3 separate regions of the Mus musculus genome follow, and all the other regions are linked to region 2. Evidence: chromatin contacts called from public Hi-C and HiChIP or PLAC-seq data. All regions are on one chromosome and are shown on one strand. Each heading gives the region's core, a stretch centred on a gene start, on an enhancer-like site or on the middle of the called end of the contact. The rest is flanking DNA. Distances are from core to core; before and after follow the strand shown.

Region 1 (3,634 bases), core at 1,130-3,629, 270 kb before region 2:
CAAAGCTTGATCTACAGCACCAACTCCCAGAACTGTCATCCACATGACTACCCATCCCCCACCAAAAGACACAACTCTTATCTCAGTCAAGCCATTGGCTGTCCTTATAACCCTGAAACTTGATGCTTCAATCTCTTCTTGCATAGCATGGCAGCAAATAGTTTTAGTCTGGGAGGAGGCTTTTTTAAAAACTGTGTCTTCAGGGCTGAAGAGATAGTTTAGCAGTTAAAAATACATATTGCCTTTACGGAGGACTCAGGTTTTGGTTTCCAGCACCCATGTGGCAGCTCACAACAATCTATAACTCAAGCCAGTGTGGGATACAGTGTAAAAATCCAAACCGGGTGTGGTGGCGCACGCCTTTAATCCCAGCACTCGGGAGGCAGAGGCAGGCGGATTTCTGAGTTCGAGGCCAGCCTGGTCTACAAACTGAGTTCCAGGACAGCCAGGACTATACAGAGAAACCCTGTCTCAAAAAAAAAAAAAAAAAAAAAAAAAAAAAAAAAAAAAAAAAAAGAAAGAAAGAAAGAAAGAAAAGAAAGAAGAATCCAACCAAAACCAGAGACAAATTAGATTCCAAAGAGTTCTAGAGTCCCCACAGTATTGTGTTTCCAAAAGAATTGATTACTATGTCTTTCTAGACTTACTGGTGGAAATAGAAAAGGCTAAACTTAGGGAGGAACTGTGACATTACATTGCAGGCCAAATGTAGAGCAAGACAAGAAAAAGCTGAGCATGAAGGAGACTCTGCCAGGTGGATGAGCTGTGTACTCTTGTTTCCAGAACAATGTAGCCACCATTGCCGTCAATGTAAGCGAGGAAACAAAAGGCCCTTTGGGTGTGTGCAGGGTGCAGCTTGGCCCAGCTCTGCTCAGTGTTTGTGTGTGTTGGGGAGTGTGGTGAGGTGTCAGTGTCAGAGGAACCAGAGGTGCTGCCCTGCCCCCTGCAGTGTGAGTCAACATCTGGCTTCCCAGGGCTTCTTTGGAAAGGGCTGCTGAAATGAACTTAGTCTCTGCCCCCATCTGCATCTGAGGAATTGCATGCCTGTCCTGCCAGGCAGACAGAAAGAAGTAGCTCCCACACGGAATTCTTGAATGTGGGTTAGCCGGCTGTGTACACCAGCAGCTCAGTTTGTTAGCAGACTTCTGTTGCTAATGTTTGCCTCCTTTCCATTCCTGGTTCCTAGGACACCCCAGGGGAAGATTCAGAGTAGTGGATGCTACTAGGCTTCAAGTTCCCTGGCAATGACAAATGACCTTTTTACCCTTGGAAGACGTGACAAGCTTGCCTTCTCCATCACACCTTGCATGAGTCTTTAGGTTGTTCTCTGTCAGCCTCAAACCCGCTCCGAGGAAACTTCTACTCCCTCCTTTGACCCTTTGGACAGGAGCCTGAACGCTTTAGTAGGCTTCCAGACAGTGCTCTTGAAAGAACCAAATAGCTTCAACCAAGGTTCCACAGGGGCAGGGCTGTCCTATCACTGGAGGAGTACCCTCCCCTGACTAGCTAGTGTCTGTAGCTTCCACTTCAGAAAAGCCCTGCTGTTCCAGATGCACACCCCGCTTCCATAGTTCCTGTAAGGTTAATAAACTACACCACCGCATTTGGTTAAGCTTCCCTGTAGAACGTCAGTCTTCTCTCCCTATGTGATTGAGGGCAGGAAGAAATCACTTCTTTCCTTTGTATCTCTGCACGGCAATTATGACCTTATTTCCTGAATCAACACTAACTAGCAACACGCAGTTTCAGAAACAAGAAAGGCTAAGTGGGAGTTTTGTGCTTTGGCCCATCTGGAATGACGGTCAGCCTGGGGGGCCTGTCCTAGGGTCACCCAGCCTGTCCTGGGAAGGTGCTCAGCAGCAGATCCAGAGGGGCCGTCCTATTTGCCCTCAAGCGTCTCGCCATGAATGAATGAGAGGGGAAATGAATGAACTGGGCTGGATGAGCGAAAGGTGTCAGCAGAGAGCATTCTCGGTCCTTCGGATTACCGAGGCTGGTCACGTCGTCGCAGGTGATAGGCCGGTGGCCCTGGTCTCTGCCGGCTGTGAGTTGCGCAGCGGCCAAGCACCATTCCCCCGCGCCGCAGTGGTACGCGCCACTCCGGGGCTGCACGAGCGGGCCACCGCCGTGCCAGGTGAATGGAAGTCCCGCAGGCCGGAAGTGGACGAGCCTACTCGCCCGGGCGCGGGGGGGCGCAAGAGCGCGCAGCATCTTCATTGAGGAACCCGGGCGGCGAACATGGAGTTCCATGTGCGTCTTATGTAAAGAGAGCGACGGGCGTCTCCACCAATTGATGAGCGTAGCTCTCAGGTTCCGCCCCGCCAGTATGCAAATGAGGTGGCACTCCGACCAATGGCGCGCGCAGGGGCGGGCTCAGCGCGCGCGGTCACGTTTTCCACTATGTGACAGCGGAGGGCGACGCGGCGGCAGCGGCGCTACTGGGACTAGCGGCTCCGGGCGGCTGCGGCGCAGGCCGAGCGCACCAAGTGACGGGCCGAGCAAGGGACAGACGCGCGGGTTGACGCGGCGAAGCGGTGAGTGGCGCGGCGCTGGGCGGTGGCGCGGTGCTGGGCGGTGGCGCGGACCTGGACGGCCGTGGTCGTCTTACGTAACCGGCGGCTCGGACAGCTGGAGCTGGGGTCCTGAGCCAGGAGTTGCCGACTGTGCAAACGGCTGCAACTCGGCAGAATGTAGATGGAACTGCGCGGTGACCCTTTTCCAGGTTCACACTGCTGTCCCCATTTCTCAGGTTAGGCACTGAGGTCGGAGAGATTAGTTAGGCATCTTGTCCGAGGACACAGAGACATTGAGTGATCACGACACCAGACTGAGCACGCCGACTCCCATGGTGCTGTCCAAGGAAGCCAGGGTCAGTGCAAACTGTTCCTAGGATGGGTCCAGAGGGTCCCCTAAGGAGCTGGCTTCCTGCTATGAGTTCAGAGAGTCAAGTCTGGCCCTGGGGGAAGGACCACTGGTAGGCACTGACTCCCAGCGGTGGGAAAGGGGTTAAACAGAGAAATACCCAGTGCCAAGCCACACCTGCCCCTCCCCGCCCCTATGTCAGGGAGACCACTTTGTCCACCCACTTTGATTTCCGTGGCATCCTCCACGCCAGTATTTCCTGTCTCCAGATGGACTGGGAGTATGTCAGGAGAGGGGGGAGAGGTCCACTCTTAAGCTGGAGCAGTCACATCGTCATCCTTTGAGACATACCTTGGCTGCCAAGCACAGACATGGACCAAGAGGTGGGCGGTGGCCTGCTTCTTCTGCAAGAACCCTGGTTGCCAGGGTTTCTGTAACGTATACACAAGGAACCAGTTTGGAAAGCTGATTCATACGGAACAAGGGAGCCAGAAGGCTCCCTGGAAATCATCCAGGGTAACCCCTAGCTTGAAGAGGCACAGCCACAGGCTGGCAAGCTGTACCACTGTAAAAACCAGGCCTGGCAGTCTCAGGATCTGTTTCTCCTCCTTGGTCCACATGCTTACCAGAGGTGCAAACCTGAAGGGAAGCATGTCCACTCTGTCTTAGTCTCTGGAGTCTAGGTCGGATTCGTCTGATAACCAGAGTCTGTCTGCCTCAAGGCTTTAATTTAAAAAAGTCGGTTTTGTGTGTGTGTGTGTGTGTGTTTTAA
Region 2 (3,797 bases), core at 980-3,479:
TTATTCCTGGAAGAGGCTCAGTACAGGGATCTAGTACTGCATAGGGCACTGTGGGAGCCTTGCTGGTCCTTAGAAGAGGGATAGGGGAAAGCCTAGTCTTGTTTAACATCCTGTCTCATGAGAATATCAAGTTGTTCCTCACTGCTCTGGGGACCAGGGAGCCCACTGCAGCAATGGGCAGAGTGACCCAAGGACTGAGCCCAGGTCCCAGGCTCAGGAACACGGTCTGGAGAGGTTGGAGACGCAAGGCCCGTAGGCTCCAGACAGCACAGGGGAGCCAGAGCTGGGCTCTTCAGAACTGTTAGCTCCATCATGTTCTATTGAAGGGTGGCCCTATCATAACTATCTATTTACTGATGAGAAAACCGAGGCCTCACATGAGAAAAGAGTTGAAGTGTCAGTGCCAGAGGTGGTGCAGACCAGAGCTGAATTTGGTCCTGGCTCTCATAGCCCAAGATGTAGCTCTGGTGCTGGCTTGAGATAAGACCCTAGAGAAGCTTGGAGTGAAGTCAAAGGGCAAGGCCTGTCCTTTGAGGTTGTCATGGTGGGGCAGGTAAGGAAGAGCTGAGGAGCACAGAGAGGGTGGGGAACAAAGGGACTGGAGGGTACCACCCAGTGTCACCCACAGTGCTGCCAGGAAGGATACATTAATGGGTGGACCATTGGAAGGATACAGATCTGGCATCTGCCAGCCCAGCCCCGGATACTGAGGCCATGGACACAGCAGAGGCACTGAGTAGCTCACAGAGAGCGAGATGTTTCAAGTTGGGCGGAGAACAGGAGGAGAAAGAGTTCTGATCATAGGAACAGAGCCATCAGCTGCCTGACCAGGACAGATGGACCCCAGGGGACAGGAGATATCCATGAGGGCTGAAGCCCAGCTATGCAGCAGAAACTGGAGTATCCCCTAGAAAGTGATCTCCACACTCATGTGCTTGGCCCACCATGGTCTAGGGAAAAGGGCTGGCATAGGACTGCCTGAGTCTGGACAGGGTGCCCAGCATGGCTAGAATCAGTGTTTCTGAAGCCAGGGTGGTATGGCACCGAGCAAAACTTCACAAAGTGGCACACAGTGAATTCCCTGGCAGTGAGTTGGGCGTGGGACCATCCTTGTATGGTAATAACAGACTCTGGAGCATGTATCTTGACAGTGAGGCCAAAGCAGTGAAACTGAAGCCCTACGTTTAATTAAAAATAAAAAGCCAAATAGCACACCAGAGCCCTGTCCCCAGCAGCATGTGGAACCACGTGTGGCCTGGTGGCAGAGCTCTGCAAATCTGAGCTTGCTCTCACTGCAGGCAGACATGCCACCAGGCTAGTGCCAGCCAGTCTGAGACTCCCCACAGGCATCACTAATCAATAGGTCGAGACTGGATAGGGTAGGATACCCTGGGAGGCTAGCCACTCAGGAAGAGGTTGAAGGAGGTTGTGTCAGGATGGTAGGCTTGGCACAGAGATGCCCACAACTCTGAGATGGGGCTGGTGAGGAAAGGAGCTAGGTGTTGGTACACACTAGAGTCCTGAGAACAAAGCTGAGACCTGGGGACTTTTAGGAAAAGCTAAGGAGTAGCCGTCGTGAGTGGAGACCTGTCCAAGGGAAAGGCTGACAGATGGAAATCGCTCTTGGGAGGCAATCCACAGCCTTCAGTGAGAGACCTCTGCTCTTGAGGGGCCATGGAGGGGCTGCTGGAAGTTTTCTGGGCCCAACCTAGAGCCCTAGGAAACACAGAGGACAGCAAGGCACCACTCCCCAGCAAGTACTTGAACTGCACTTGAGCTCATGAAGCAGCCAGTATATGGATGCTCAGGCCACAAGAGTACAGTGAGCACACCTGGGGACCTCGGAGCCAGCAGCGCACACTTGAGGATCATGTCAGCCACAGTGGAGGCTGGGGAAAGGGTAACACCATCTCTGTCCCACCAGGATCCCCTGTGGAAGCCTTCCTGTGGTAGTCAGGAAGCCTCAAATGTACAGCAAGCTCCAGAAGCTGGGATGAGACCTCGTGTGAGTGTCAAGGGTCCTCTCTCCATTTATCCCCTATACTTTATGGCTCCTGGCACCCAGACCTGCCTTGTACCTCATATGACTCCCCCTTTCATGAACTCCGTGCCCCAAGCTGTCCTCCTCCAGCTGCCCATAGCTGCAGGAAGCCAGCACACCCTCCATAGACATAGACACAGCCACATCCGGGGTGCTCAGGGTGAGGGGGCAAAGACTTTTTTTTAAAACCACATTTGCCCTGCTTTCACCTCCCACTCCTTTCTGACTCACAGGGGCAGTCGTCCCTGGCACGCAGCAGAGTGGCACATACATTTTCACCAAATGCCTGAGATACCCACACACCACTGCCAGGAAACACAGCTAGGAAAGGAAGGCAGGGTACCTGGGGTCACCACTGGTGCAAGGTACTGGCTAGGCAATGGAGAGGATCAAGAGTGACTTGGCCTTCCTTCCTGTTCTGGAAGAGTCAGTTTTAGGGCAGAGAAGGGGGTGCCTCAGGGAAGGTTCTGGGTGCCATGCATTAGAACCCGGTGTGTGCTGATGTCGACACCAAGGATCAGCTAAAGAGATCTGGTGTCCCCAAGTCCCCTGTGAAGGGGCCAGGGAGGGGAATAGGAGATGCACTCCTGTCCTGCAGAGCTAGTACACAGGAGAGACTGTGCTGCCTCTGTGGAGAGATGGTCCCCAACAGAAAAGGGCACTTGGAGGCTGGGGGCCCAGAAGGACCAATCATGTCCCCTCCACACTTCCAGGAGAATGCTTCCCCCCACCCCACCCCCAGCATTCTGCCAAGACAAAAATCTCCTGGATAGTCTTTGGGCCTCCCTGGTCTAGCTGTAGAGCTGACCCTACCTGACCTGGTCCTTGTACCTCCCATTCTTCTCAGATCACCCCTCCACCTCCCAAGGGGGAGACTTGCTATGCTCAGCCCCATCTTTCTTCTGCTAGACTCATAAACTCATCCCTTCCTGCCTTGGAGAGTGTGGATTGGGGCCACGGGCAGCTCCGCAGGCAGAGAGTAGTTTCATTTTGTAATTGGAAGAACATCCTAATCTCTCATAAAGAACAAGCAACAACAAACAGTAAAACTGCCTCAAACTTTAAGCTTTGGAGTCAAAAGGCTGACTCTATGTGCAGGCAAATGTAACCACTGGGGACTGCTGCCTCTGAAACCTAGACGGAGACAATGCTGCTCTCTCAGCTGCCTGTCAGGACAGGCGTGCCCCTCGGCTGTGCATAACTTCAGAATTCAGCATCGCTCCTCTGCTCCTTCTCTCTACTACTATATGTGCCTCAGCTGAGCACACATAGCATCACACACAGAGAGAAGCCATCACGAGTGGATGACATCAGAGTGCTAGTGCCGGCTGCCATCCTGAGCGTGCTTACCACAGACGCTCTGGAGATGTGGGCTCAGGACTTCTCAGGTAGCAGTAACCCACAGGGGGTTCCTAGGGGAACCTCTGTCCTCAGAGGCTCTGAGACTCTAGGGCAGTCCTAGCAGATGACGGTCCCTGCCACATCACAACGATGCCCAGAAGTAACCAGGCACCTGGGAGCAGCATTTGCACGACACTACATCAGTGACAGATGGCTCCCACAAAGGAACTGGAGGTGAAGAGAGCAAGGACATCCCGAGAACATGAGGGCAAGCTGAGAACAATCCTCTGCACCATCTTTCCCCCCACACCAGGTCTTCAGGGCATCTTCTGTCTGTGTGGGTGGCTCTGACATCCCTACAGCTCATCCTACACAGTCCTAGGAGAACAAAGGGTTTTCATTGTTTGACACTAAT
Region 3 (3,818 bases), core at 96-2,595, 380 kb before region 2:
CCTCAGTGGTAGGCCAGAGCCTGTGGTTCACCCAGCAAATAGGGTGGGCAGGCACAAAGGAGGGCTCTAGCTCCACTCAGAGGTCCGCAAGCCAGGCAAGCTCATCCCTGACACAGAATAAAGATCCATCCGGGATAGGCTTGGAGTGGCCCTCGGGGCAGCAGATCTGCCATGAAAAATGGCTCTACCCCACAGACCTCTGGTATGAAGTCCCCACAAAACCATGGGACTCCTTAGGGCCTCTAGTAAATGGCATACACAGACCCATCAGACCATTTATGTATGGTCAGGGTAGGTGACTGGAAACAGAAGATGAAGCAGAAGAGGGCTCAACATCCCTGAGATCAGACATGGCTTCAGAGCAGGAATGATCAGGGAGGGGCCCACAGCATCCAAGAAGCCTGGGTAGGAATGGTAGTAGGAGGGTCAAGCTATGGAGGCTAGGGTGCCAGGCAGGCAAGTGTCCTGAGGCTGGGCCTCCCCTCTTCAAGGTAGTAGAAGTATTCAAGGTACTAGCGAGCATCCATGTAGGAGCAGAACACAAGAGCTGGACCACTCTGAACCACTTCCTTTCTGTCCCAAAGTCTCCCCAAGTGTATGGGTTGAAGACATTTAGAGAATTCTACTCTCTCCCAACAGTATGAACCAGGATGTGAAGCGGGGGAAGGGCCTCCTTGCAACCAACAGTTGTCCTCAAAGCAGTTCTCATCTCTTCTGTCCTCTATCCACAGCCCCTGCTGGCCCCACAGCGACACTGGCTCTGTGGAATCAGAACAATCCAGGGCCCCAGCTTTTAGAATTCTCAGGGCTGGATCAGGCCTTGGCGGGGGGGATAAGGGGGAAATCAGCCCTGCAGTAGAAGGATTCCTTATGTCTAAGTCCTTGGTGAGTTTTTATTGAGAGGAGGCCCACAGACTCCCTCTGGGGAACAGGCCCTACAGGAAGGGAGGCCATGAAAATAGCTGCTGACTGCCATGGTGAGCCGACCTTGCAGGGTGCAGGAGGACCCACAGTCCAGGTCACTCCAGCCCAGCTCCGGGCCTTTCTGAGTGGGGCGGGGAGGGAGGCTTGGGAGGGGAGGAAGTTTGTCAGAATGATGATGGCCAGAGCGCAATATCCACTCAGACTGTGATCAAAGGGCGGCCTCTCCCACTTTTGAACAATTCTAAACACTTTGTAAGAATGTGAACCCCACCCCCAGCCTCAGCCATGTAGGCCAAAGGTGAGGCTAATGAGAGGCAACTTTTGGAAAGTCTTTTGTGGGATGTGGGGCATCATGGGAAGGAGGCCCTGGCCCACTGAGCAGTGTTTAGGAACCTGTGCCAGCTAAAAGCTGACTCAGACCTTATCCAGGATGATATCACTAAACGTGAGCCACAAACCACAGGCCTTTATACAGGCCACCATCTGTCCACCCTCCCTCAAGTCCAACTTTCTATGTTGTTCTGGAAAAATCCTAGTATCCAAAGGTCACCTCTATTATGAGGATTAGGCGTCCCTTGAGGTCCACAGGCCCCAGAACATTAGAATCCAAGAGAGTCAGAGTCCATCCGGTGTGTGACTGAGCATCCCTACTCTGCAGAGCAAACAACAAACCCCAGCAAGACACTTCCATTGTCTGTCCAGAAGGACAGGACACACTGCCTCCCCTACCAGCTCCAACAGCATCTGTACAATCAAACCAGCTTCATGCAGCTGCTACCCGACTCACTGGAGATACAAAAAAAAAAAAAAAAAAAGAAAAAAAATGTGTCTGTGTCTCAGCTCCAGACCAACCCCCACCATCTCCTTGCTCTCCTCAGGGCAGCAGGCTGATTTAAGTCCCACTCAGCCCTAAGATAGCATCATCTACCATGCTCATGGGTAACCCAGGTTAGCACCAGCACAGCCACTGGAAGACACTGTCAACACACCATAAGAACCTACCGAGTCCTTCAGCAATGGGCACTCCTGCATGGAAAGGGAGGTGTAGGAGACCAGGCTCCATCCCCAGTCCCCATACCCAAGATTCTAGCAATGAAAACAACGTTCGGGAATATACACATAGGTTTGGGTATGCTTGTGTAAGGAGTTGGACAAATGAGAGTGTGGTGTAGGGTGTGTGTATGTGGGTTATACAAGATGTGTGATATATGTAATGTGATATAGAATGAATGTGTGTGTCATATAGGGTATGTAGTACACATACAGTATGTGTGGAATGGTATGTGTGTGGTATATATGGCATGTGAAATTGGTGTGTGTGGTATGAGTAAGTCAGTATGTTATATGGTATATGTAATATGGGTGAATATATATGCTACATGATGTTTATATTCACTGGTGTGTGGTATATGATATATGTGATATATGGTATGAGAATATGGTAATTTCAGAAGCAAATGTGATATATGTTGGGGAATGGGGGTTGTGGGGTTGTTTATGCTATTTATGGTATATAAGTGAGGAGTGATCATTATATGTAGCTGTAGGATATTCAGAGCATATAGTATGTGGTGTGTGGGCTATGTTTTGTATTTAGTACATATGGTATATATTGTTATAGTAAATGTTATGTGTGATGTAGGAGTGAGTAACCTTGGTGGGTATAGTGTGGTATAGTAATTGTGATAAATCCCACATGTGTATGTACAGTGTGTGTGTGTGTATGTGTGTGTGTGTGAGAGAGAGAGAGAGAGAGAGAGAAAGAGAGAGAGAGATTGGTGTGGCTTATGGTGTGTATATACAGGGCATGCAAAGTGTATGTAAGGGAAACTGTCAAGAGTATGGAGAACATTGTGTATATGGCACATATGATATGGATTGGGGAGGATATGGGACTTGATGAATGTTTGTAGTGTGCATGATTGTGGGGGTAGAGTGTAGAGGGTATGGGGTATATGGATTAGAGGGCTATGATGTATACATGCTAAATATGAAATATAAATACATATATACATATACATATGTACATATGTGCATGTCTATGTAAATATACATATACATGCACATATGTACATATGTGTGTATGTATACACATAAATGTATGTATGCATGTGTATACACACACATACACTCCCTGGGGAGCAAAGGGTCCATTTGGCTTCCATGTCTGGATCACAGTCCTTCATTAGGGGAACCAAGACAGGAACTCAGGGCAGACACTGAAGCAGAAGCCATAGAGGAACACCCTTTACTGACCTGCCTTCTACAGCCTGCTCAGCTTGCTTTCTAATATAGCCCAAGGCTACACTGGGCTGAGCCAAGTGCTACCATGGATTTGCCTACAGCATGATAACTAAGTGAGACCCTGAGCCTAATAAAGAGGGTTGGTGGTGTAGCTTACTGGTAGAGAGCTGACCTGGCATACATGAACCAAAGCCATGTTCTTAATAAAAAAATAAACCGGGGAAGCATGTGTGGTCTCCCCAGTATAGGGTAAAGTGGGTAGCAGAAGGAACTCTCTCAGGGTGGGGTCAGTGCTCAGTGAGAGGTGGCAGTCCAGGCTTCCCTAACAACATACCCTCACACTCAGCAAATGGTGCAATGTGAATCTATTCTCTCACAGCTCTGGGGGCTGGAAGTGCAAGACCATCATGCCATGCGGCCAGCCACCTGTGAGAGCAATCATCTGGCTTCAGCGGTTGACTCCCATTCTGCCCTCACCCAGCTTCTCCGCTGGTGTCTCTTCCTTTTCTTACGTCACCAGCCCGGTGGATCAGGGTCCACCCTAATGATCTCACTTAGCTTCCTCAACTCCCTCGGGGCCCATCTCCAAATCCAGACACACTGACGGACAGCACTTCCAAGATTTCAACGAACAGGGTTCAGTCCACAGC

What was found. Hi-C and Micro-C count contacts between places; a contact is called where the count stands out from the background. HiChIP or PLAC-seq counts read pairs in DNA pulled down with a chosen protein or histone mark.
Region 1: a contact with region 2 is called in a Hi-C map of CD8 T cells, with 2.1 times the contacts expected there. The contact joins the promoter of Per2 here to the enhancer-like site in region 2. A contact is called at or near these places in 4 of 39 promoter capture datasets (the C10 cell line, the HPC-7 cell line, pre-B cells and 1 more), 1 of 15 datasets of contacts at CTCF or cohesin (the NIH/3T3 cell line), 3 of 484 Hi-C or Micro-C datasets (CD8 T cells, cerebral cortex and granulocyte-monocyte progenitors) and 4 of 115 datasets of contacts at active chromatin or transcription factors (the HPC-7 cell line, memory CD8 T cells, pancreatic cancer cells and 1 more).
Region 3: a FOXA1 HiChIP or PLAC-seq map of pancreatic cancer cells shows a contact between it and region 2. The contact joins two enhancer-like sites. A contact is called at or near these places in 1 of 484 Hi-C or Micro-C datasets (embryonic stem cells) and 1 of 115 datasets of contacts at active chromatin or transcription factors (pancreatic cancer cells).

Annotation. Positions count from the first base shown.
Region 1 is chr1:91,458,073-91,461,706 of GRCm38.p6, reverse strand. It overlaps Per2 (period circadian clock 2), which reads left to right and starts at 2,379. Exons shown (of 23, transcript NM_011066.3): 1 at 2,379-2,534.
Region 2 is chr1:91,191,888-91,195,684 of GRCm38.p6, reverse strand. All of the region lies in intron 1 of Ramp1 (receptor (calcitonin) activity modifying protein 1), which reads right to left. Among named protein-coding and RNA genes, the nearest start is that of Ramp1, 14 kb to the right of the region's middle. Within about 2 kb of position 2,229, at least 76 of the 459 cell types and tissues checked have an H3K27ac peak or open chromatin away from gene starts, as enhancers often do. A contact at or near this core is called in CD8 T cells, the HPC-7 cell line, memory CD8 T cells and 2 more, where this site is marked.
Region 3 is chr1:91,575,583-91,579,400 of GRCm38.p6, reverse strand. No RefSeq gene overlaps it. Among named protein-coding and RNA genes, the nearest start is that of Gm28380, 34 kb to the left of the region's middle. Within about 2 kb of position 1,345, at least 25 of the 459 cell types and tissues checked have an H3K27ac peak or open chromatin away from gene starts, as enhancers often do. A contact at or near this core is called in pancreatic cancer cells, where this site is marked.